Regions from separate parts of the Sparus aurata genome. Here region 2 is linked to region 1. Evidence: chromatin contacts called from public Hi-C data. All regions are on one chromosome and are shown on one strand. The core of a region is the stretch at or near the end of the contact, and the rest is flanking DNA. Distances in the headings are between cores, read along the strand shown.

Evidence for each region. A called contact is a pair of places that touch in the nucleus more often than the background predicts.
Region 2: a Hi-C map of an unstated tissue shows a contact between it and region 1, with 7 times the contacts expected there. The contact joins the promoter of LOC115571668 here to the promoter of LOC115571351 in region 1. A contact is called at or near these places in 2 of 2 Hi-C or Micro-C datasets (skeletal muscle and an unstated tissue).

Annotation. Positions count from the first base shown.
Region 1 is chr20:7,428,573-7,433,304 of fSpaAur1.1, forward strand. It overlaps LOC115571351, which reads left to right and starts at 2,475. Exons shown (of 5, transcript XM_030400711.1): 1 at 2,475-2,605; 2 at 3,210-3,329; 3 at 3,592-3,865; 4 at 4,127-4,249; 5 at 4,455-4,732. The coding sequence starts at 3,229. All of the region lies in intron 7 of slc39a11 (solute carrier family 39, member 11), which reads right to left.
Region 2 is chr20:7,608,554-7,613,154 of fSpaAur1.1, forward strand. It overlaps LOC115571668 (somatostatin receptor type 2-like), which reads left to right and starts at 2,335. Exons shown (of 4, transcript XM_030401184.1): 1 at 2,335-2,416.

The sequences.
Region 1 (4,732 bases), core at 1,225-3,724:
TATGACTAGTAAGTTGTTTGGCAATGTCAAACCTCATGGAGGTACAAGAGGAAAAGTCAGGGGGTCACCAATACAGATACATCCTCAGGGCACTGTGAATGTCTGTGGAAAGTGTTGTGCAAATTAATCGGTTTAGACATTCACAACAGTAGTGAGAAATTAATCTGCTGGTGACACCAGTCACCAGGGAAAATCAGGGAATCGCCAAAGTGAACACAGATATATCCTCAAGGCAACATGAATGTCTGCACACAATTTTATGCAAATCTATAGGGAAGGCGTTGAGACATTTCACAAGAAATGTGAAAACCTGAGCTACTGGTGAATAAGATTAAGTCAGGGGATCACCAAGGTCTCGAGGAGTTATCCACGACCACTGGGAACTATAAATGTCTGTACATGAAGATATTTCAAAGTATTTGTGAAACCTGTTAGTTGGTGCAACAGAAAAAAAGATTAACAAGGTCACTCTGAGTTAACCTCTGGGAACCATGAATATCTTTGCAAAATGTAATGGCAATCTATCCAATACTGTCAAGACGTATGACTTAATCCAGAAATGTCAACTTGGAGGTAGTGTAAAAGGGAAAGCCAAAACATTACTGAGTTCAAGAGGTTTCATCCTCTGGGGACCAGTATTACAATATATTGGTGTGAAACATCATCACAATCAATCCAATAGTTGCTCATATATTTCAACCTGGACCTGAACATCAACAAAATGTGATCCATGCTGCTTCCTTGGCTAAAAATGCAAACATATTTGACGAAATTATAAAGGAAAAAAATAAACAAAGACAAGTCAAGTGATTCTTTTCATCCACTCATTTTATTTTTGGTTTTATCATAAGGACATTGTGAGCAATGATGCAAATCAATGTGAATGACTCCATTACGCAATGTTTATTTTATAGGATTCTTGTATCAGTGCCATGAAGTTCATTTTGTTGTTTGAATGTTGAAAAACATGTGACTTTGAAGACTTTGATGCTGGAGTAGTTCATTTAATATTTTTTATCTTTGAGGTATATTTTGCCAAAACATGGCTTTTAGCAACAATATATATTTCATTGTCAGTCACATTTCTAATTCCCATAGAAGAATCTCTTGCTCAACAGCTCCTGTCTCTCCCTGCAGTGCAGTGATGCAACTACTACATGTGAGCACACACAACACAGCACCTGACATCTACCATATTCTGACCAGCTGCAATATAGTCCAGTCATTACATGGACCAAATGTATGTGCTCAGACAAAAACGTTTACCATCCTGAGCAGGGACAACTAAAGAGAGAAGCCAGATATATTCCTTCATTTCTTTACTTTAGGTCCAAAAATAGACTTAACCTGACAACTTGACCACAATATACTCGGTTGACTAAAATATACCACTGGACGACTGGAAAACTGTGTGGGACTCTGATACAGCACTAAATTGGTTAAAATTCTAAAAGCCTATAGGTAGTTACACATTTGAGTGGATGAAAATGACAAGTGGAGTACCCCAGGGCTCCATTCTCCAGCCTCTTCTATTCAACATTTACATGCTTCCGCTAGGTCAGATCATCGATTATATAACCAAGCCAGAAAACCTCAGTGTAATCATGGACTCAGACCTGAACTTCAGCAGCCACACTAAGACAATTACAAAGTCAGACTACAACCACTTTAAGAATATATCCAGGATAAAAGGACTTATGTCTTGGCAGGATTTGGAAAAAAACTTGTCCATGCATTTATTTTCAGTAGACTTGGCTACTGTAACAGTATTTTAAGCAACTCTCTAAAAAATCCACTGGAGAGCTGCAGCTGATTCAAAAGCTGCTGCTCAAGTCCTAACAAGAACCAAAAAAGTAGATCACATCACTCCGGCCCTTAGACCTTTACACTGGCTTTCTGTCTGTCAAAGAATAGATTTCAAAATCCTGCTGTTGGTTTATAAAACATCAAATGGTTTCGGGCCCAAACACAATTCTGATCTTCTGAACCATCCTGACCTCTGAGGTCCTCAGGTACAGGTCGGCTTTCTAGCCCCTAGAAACAACAAAACATGGAGACGTGGTGTTCAGTTATTATGTGCCACATATCTGGAACGAACGCCTAGCAAACTGCAGGTCTGCTCCAACTCTCACCTCTTTTAAATCAAGGCTGAAGACCTTTCTGTTTGTCTTAGCCTTTCACTGAAAAAATTTAAAGGCTTTGAACTGCACTGTAGCTTCCTTTGTCGAGTCTCTTTTAAACCTATTCTAATTTAGCTTACTTTCCCTATTTCTTAACTTGTTTCAATATTTTGTTTGATACTTCTTACTTGTTTTTAATGCATTTTAAATGCAATTTTTAATTCCTTTTAATTCAACTTGTATTCCCCTGTAACGCACTTTGCCACAGTTGCCTTGCCACTCAGTTTGTGTGTGGGCAATGTTATTGTCCTCTCTTATCACTTCAGTGTCAAGAGATAAGATGTATCCCAGTGATGCAACTTAAGTTTGATCACACTGTTTAAACTCTGTCCAGTGTTAAAGCTGACAAAAACACCTAAACCTTCTGAGGCAGGGGAAACTAACCTCGGGCTGCTTGAGTCTTTTTACAGCTCTGTTCTCAAGTGGTGAGTTAATACTTCTAAATAGTTTGTGCTCTTAGTGTCATTCTTTTGTTTGTTACTTGGCAGAGTTTGAGTGGCATGTCGATGAAAGTGTTGCTACGGAAGAATGAAAATGTAATAGGGGGGGAAACTTACAATGGATTTCTGTGACACGGGCCATTTGTGAGCGTTTTGAGTGCATGAGCTACTGAATTTCCTTGAAATATAAGCACATGTATATCATGGTTATCTATAAGAATTCATTTTGTTTTACTGTATTTCATTGTGTTTTGATGCTGGTCTTAATACAAATGTAAATAAGGAAAATTAAAATATGATTCAATCAAATCAGTTAAAAAAGAAAAATAACAAATTTAGAAGAAGGGCATTTTGGAGGAGGTATGTATGTTCTGAAAGTTGGGACCATTACAATGTTTGTGTCTCAAAAATATGTATACAATAGAGCTTAAGGGGGAAGGTCTTAGCCAGCAGACTGATGGTTGCATAAACATGATTGTAAATGTTGGACGCTAAATTACAGTGTGTCCAGAAGAAAAACAGGTCTTGAAGACAATTAGTAAAGGTGAACACACGTCATTGAAAAGTCCTCTGCACTTCTTGCTCCCAGACAAACAGCAAAACAGAAAATGGGCCAGTCGTTGTCTCCAGAGGAGCGACTAGCAGAACTTGACAAGTACTCTGAAACATTGTTCAATTCACAACAATGGCACGGCTTTGGAATTGACAGGTAGGCACAGTCACTCAAAGGAAATTGCATGTCTATGTTTTAACTTCAAGATGGTTTAATATATAACATATCAAGTGGAGAATCATAGAATCACAGTGTAGAACCTCGGCCTATTAGATCAATATATCCAATCATTATTTACATACTGAACGTATCAGACAAAAGTGTTGTACAGTAGCTTTCTGGCAGGTGAAAAGTTCAACTTCATTTTTGGTATTCAATCACACAAAGTTGTGACTAATGAATATATCTCTCCACTCAGCTCGATGCTACAATACTCCGGACTCAACTCAACTCAAGTGCTGGATGATTACAGAGATCAAGTCTTATACAGTGGAGAATTCAGTGACGCTGCGGCCGCTGTAGAGAAGCTGGGCTCTGCACTGGGTGGGCTCAAAATTGTGCCTAATGCTGTGGGACTTGGGGCTTTCATCATTTCCATAATCTTGGAGACAGTTGGGAAGACATTAGGGAAAGAAACCATGGGCACAGCTGAAATGTTGCAAAGGGTGTTTGCACAGGAGAAGGCCAATGAGGTGAGACCCCCTGATCTTTTCCTCATGTCATATTTCTAACTGAGCGTTGTAATTGTGGTCAGAACTAACGCTGCAACTAAAGATCACATTTTTTTGCTGAATCTGCAAATTTTTTTCACGACTCTAATCATTCAGTCTCTAAAGTGTCAAAAAAATTGTGAAGAATGTTTCTTTTGACCAAAAAGAAAAAAAATGTATACATATTTGACCGATACTAAGACTTTGCTTTCATGAATTTCACTCCAATCCTCGACTGTGGAGGTCCGAGACCTGATGGACGAGTATTTAAAACGTCTGCGGATCAACTTGGGGAAACCACAGCTTCAACTAGCTGAGACCAGGCAAATAGAGACCGATCTCAGCGTCCAGCTGACACGGCTGAAGGTGCAAAGCAGTCAAAATCTTTCATCTTTATTTTTTGAAAGATCATTCTTCCTTCAATGACCTGAATATTTTAAGACTGAAGTCAAGCTAAAATTCTGAATCTTATTTTCTACTTTTTAAATGTAAGAACCATGTAATATTTATCATCAGAAATATGGAAATAATATGTTAATTCTATAATACTTTGAATTTTCTTCTTTCTAAGAATTCCATGCTGAGGGATGGACATATGAACACTCGGTTTCTCAAGCAGTGGCTGAACGGAGCTGCCTTCCACACCCAGATGTTGATCCATCAGGCGCGTCTAGAGGGGGCTGGAGGCTCCAGAGCCACGCAGGCCGCGGGGATTTATCAGCAACAGTTAAACCTTCTTCTGGAGAAATACAAAAACTACCTAACAACTGTTATTTTTGTGTCTTCAGAGCATGATAGAATTAGTGTGTACTGTTGTCTGGGCTACAAAGAGAACACCGTTTTTCCCTT
Region 2 (4,601 bases), core at 1,085-3,584, 180 kb after region 1:
GGCTTCGTATTGACTTAGACGCGTGTCACAGTTGAAGGCCGCGAGGAGAGCTGTTGACCAGTGACATTCAAGGCCGAATGCGCGTGTTTTTGTTGAGTGGCGAGCAAAGAGAGAGCCTGAGATTCATTATGCCGTGTATCGGCTGGTTAAAAGCCCCGTCCGCTGCGTTTCAAACATCCGTGCAACCGACGGAGATCCTAACTAACTGGACAGTTAGACAGCGCTGACCGGTTTCATTGACTTTGTTGATTTTTCTTTCAGCAGTATATTCAGCGGTTGGTGGTACTGAACGGTAGAATCAATTTTGAAATCTGGCGTTTCATTGAAATGAGCACTGCTTTGCTGAACACGCACACTGACTAACTTCCTTGGTGTGATGTTGCTTTAAAAATGAAAAATAAAAAAATTAAACAGCATAAGATAATTTCCATTAAGCCAGTGTGACGCATTCACTGATGGTTGTTGGGAGTGGCGTGATTTAGAAAATGACCTGTTTGTTCTAAGTACTCTGCCAGAACTGATAAACATCAATGAAACAGCAAATTGTGAGGCCACAGTCAGCAGGCAGTTGGAAACAGCTAGCTTACCTTTGCCCAAACATCGCAAAAAATCAACCCACCAGCTCCTGTAACGCTAACAAACTGACCTGTTATATCTTGGTTTTTGATCCCCACAAAAACTCAAGTGTGAAAATGACAAACTGTAACGGTAACAGAAAGTTGGAGGCAGGACTATTTCTTGGCGGTAACTTCTCGGAGTCGCTTCTGGCTTCCTGAAGCGACACCTGTGTCAAGGTGATCCGAACTGACCAAAGTGAAGACACTTAAGCTGAAGCTGCTTCAGCTTGAAGTAGAAACTGTGCCTGTCGTGAGGCTTTATGAGCCCACTCCACGAAAGCACTGAGACAGCAGGACAAAGGACAGAGACTGAAGGGAAGTAACAGAAAGAACCTGAGCGCCCTGCCAGGTCCACTTCAGTCGAGCTGTTGTTGTGGCCTTGCTCCGAGGCAATAACTCGTAACCCTCTAACGTGATTGCCTATAGGGTAGGCTCGATGAACCATTCAGGGAACAAGTCAAAGCTTGTGTTTGATAACTGAACTTCAGGCAGCAACCCCGTGAGAATTTACAAGAGCACGGATGGAGAAACATTTTACTTGGTTGACATCCATACCCGAAAAGTACGTTACCTGTACCAGATGTTTGTTTTAGCCGAGCGGTTGCTCAACCCGTTGGTCTAGCGGTTGGATCCAAGGAATGAAAACGTGCGTTGTTTCACGTCTGAACGCACCCGTGGAGGTTTTTAACGCTTTTGGACGGAGCCAGGCCACCTCCCGTCGTTATCAGCTGTCGGCTGTACAGTTAGCTTCATATTCAGCGCGCCTATATGAGAGTAATATCCGCCTCCTCATCTAACTTTCTGCAAGAGCTTAAATAGTGCTAAAACGCCACAAAGCTATTTCCCTCTACCCACTGTGACCTCGCCGATTATTTAACAACGGAAGGCCTGCAGTCTGACCGTGTGCCTCAGTGACACACACACAAAAGTGAACTCACCCAGAGAACTTGTTGACCTCGAGACCGCCGCACAACAAACACACACACACACCTGACTGCAAACTACGTGGATTCGGATTTTAACACAGAGTAAGCGAAGACACACGGCCTCCACCAAAATCCTTTCTTTTACTGGGCTTCTCTTTTTTTTTCTGAGCACGCTCCCTCCCTCCGAAGATATTGGACGTGCTGTAAATAGAGCCATTAATCTTTGAAAGGACCACAACATCCACGGTAATAATAGCAGCACTTTTGCGTTGCTAAATTGAGGGCAAGTGGCGGGACATTTTCTCACGAGGCTCTCCGCTGAGAGAGGTCACGGAAGATACCCCGCCATCTGCACTCACTCGATAACCCCTTCCTTTTATAAAGGACGGGAGAGGGGGACTGTTGGATCGGCCTCGCGCGCTCCAGACCTGAGTGCCATCGCTGTCGCCAAGGAGAATCAGCACCATTGATTGAGAGCAGTTCAGCGGAAGGCCTGGCTACCACTTGAAGTAATTGCAGCGGCGGAAGCCGGTGGATTTGGACGGAGGCGGCCTGATTGCGGCGTCATTTCGTGTCGCAGCTTCGGGTTGTTGTTTTCTTTCCCTTTCTTTCGCATTCTCTGCAGGAATCTCAGTGTTTTTTTCCCCCGACGCATCTGGAGGTCCAATGACACAAAAAAAACAATGTGTCACTGATAAGCTGAGGTACGTGCAACACTGAATATACCGCATACACTTGTTTGTTATTATGTATTTGTTTTATCTTGATACAACTGAATGACGTGGAACACTACAATCACCAGGCACCAGAGAAAGAGCCAACTGCTATACGTGACTCAAAATCAGCAATCTGCAGGACACCGACGCACATAAGGTGACGCGCATCTCTCTCCCTCTCCCTCCTTCTCTCTCTTACTCTCCCCCCCCCCCCCTCTGTGTGTGTGTGTGTGTGTGTGTGTGTGTGTGTGTGTCTCTCTCTCTCTCTCTCTTTCTCTCTCCGGCGCAGTCGTGCGTCCTGCCGCTCTGACCGACTTGTCGCGCAGGGCTTTCGGTGCCAAGACCGGCTGGACGCAGCGCACTGTGAGCGCGCTACGGCGTTTGTAAAGACGCGGTCTTGCCAAACTTACGGGTTCACAACAAAAAAACAAAAAAAAGAAACGCGGAATATTTCTTGGGAGGTTAAAAAAAAAAAAAAGAAAAAAAAAAAAGGATAAGAAATGACCTGAGAGACGTCGGTGGTATAATCACCGGCTCTGGTGAAGGTGGCGAGTGGGAGCGCTCCGATCGCCAGCGTCGTGCGTAACCCTGGGAGAGCAGGTGGATGGAGAGGCTGGCGGGATGCAGCTGTCCGGCAGCTGTCAGCTGCCGCTTCGGAGCAGCCAGACTCCGCGTACTCGTTGACTGACGCCTTGTCATGATGGACTTGATGTGAGGAGGGAAGTTTTTCGGATTAAAAAGTAAGTGATTCTTTAGGGGCGGGATATTGGGAAAGGACATTTTAGTGCTGAATTTTAGTGGAGCTTATTACATTTTGCCTTCATCCATGGGTATTTCTGTGTGGATTTTGCGCGCTGTAGTGAACATCCTTGAATATACAGCTCTGCCTGTCTGGTAAAAGTACCTTTTTTTTTTTTTTTTTTTATCAATTATATGATCCAATCGTGGCGCAGCGGTTTGGCGCATGGAATGTCACCATAAAAAACGCGCTTTTACGCGCATTCTAAGATCAGTTTTCTGTCTGTCGGTTCAAGAGGACGGTAGATGGTTGGTCCATCAGCTCAGCAAAGCAAAAAAAAAAAAAAAAATGAAAGCTGTAACAGGTGCAACTCCACATGAGGTAATTACATGAGTCCACGGGAAGGAACTGGCCAGAGGGGATGACACGGGGTCCTGTCTTTCAATTAAGAGGTCAAAGGTTCGGTGCCTGCAGCGGCCATTTTATGTCTCAGCGCCCTTGAGAAGAGAAGATAACCCAACCTGCCCACTGTTGGATGAGAATATCCACCTCCATGTCAATTAAAGGAGCCTCCTGTTGAGCTGGACATAAGGCTGCATGGAGCCGGGCTGCTCCCCCGGCATCACTTCATCTCTTCACACAGTCAGAGGTGAGGCTGACATGCAGCTCATGACATCCAGCAGGCACTTTATATTGTTCTGTTAGTCCAAAGGAGCCTGTTAAAAATGTGTTTTCCCTTTGTGGGAGTTTTGAATAGACCACTAATCCTCCCCCCTTTTGCTCTTGTTAATACAATTACCCTGCTTTATAATTAAACTACAAGACACCAAACAGTAGTGACTCTAATACAGTCATTAGTCTACGCCTCCTGCTAGAAAATAACAAGGTAAATCCTTTCATTAGTGGATGTATTATTAGAGCGGATTGCTCTTCTGTACACTTTTCCCTGGAGGCGCTCTCACTCAGGCACGCGCACACACACACAGACACACACAGACACACACACACACAGACATCTGTTTGTAAAGGCTGATACAAGTTGTTTTTGAATTTGTGCACTTAAAGTAACAATCCAATCCTTAAGATTTTTTTTATCATATCACATCCAATTTCTCACAACATTTTTTTCCCGAATGTATCATTCAATGTTATTTCATTCAGTTCATATATAAAGTAGAGTCGTTTCACATTTTTCCGCGGCAGGGTCCGCCATTCCCGCCAGTAACACAGATGCAGCCAAATCAGCCAGCAGTTCAATCTAAAGAATGGCATTTTCTAAACCTGACCATATTCACACGCAGTGATATTAAGACTGATTAAAGATTAAGAGATGACAGTGCGCCTGCGGTGGTATTCCTCTCACGCGGTCGAGAAAACTAAAACAGCCGGTAGACAGCCTTTTAAAATCTTAGATGTTTTAGGCTGGCAAAGTTCCATTGCAGATATTAGAGACTGCTTCCACTGCAGCTGTCTGAGCCAAGCACTCAACACGGAGCAGACTGATGGTTGGTGTGTGCAGCCATGTGACAGCAGATGAACCTCCGGTGTCTCGGAGGTGATTGGCCTCAATAGGGATCGTACTGGCAAGGCTTGTCACATCGGC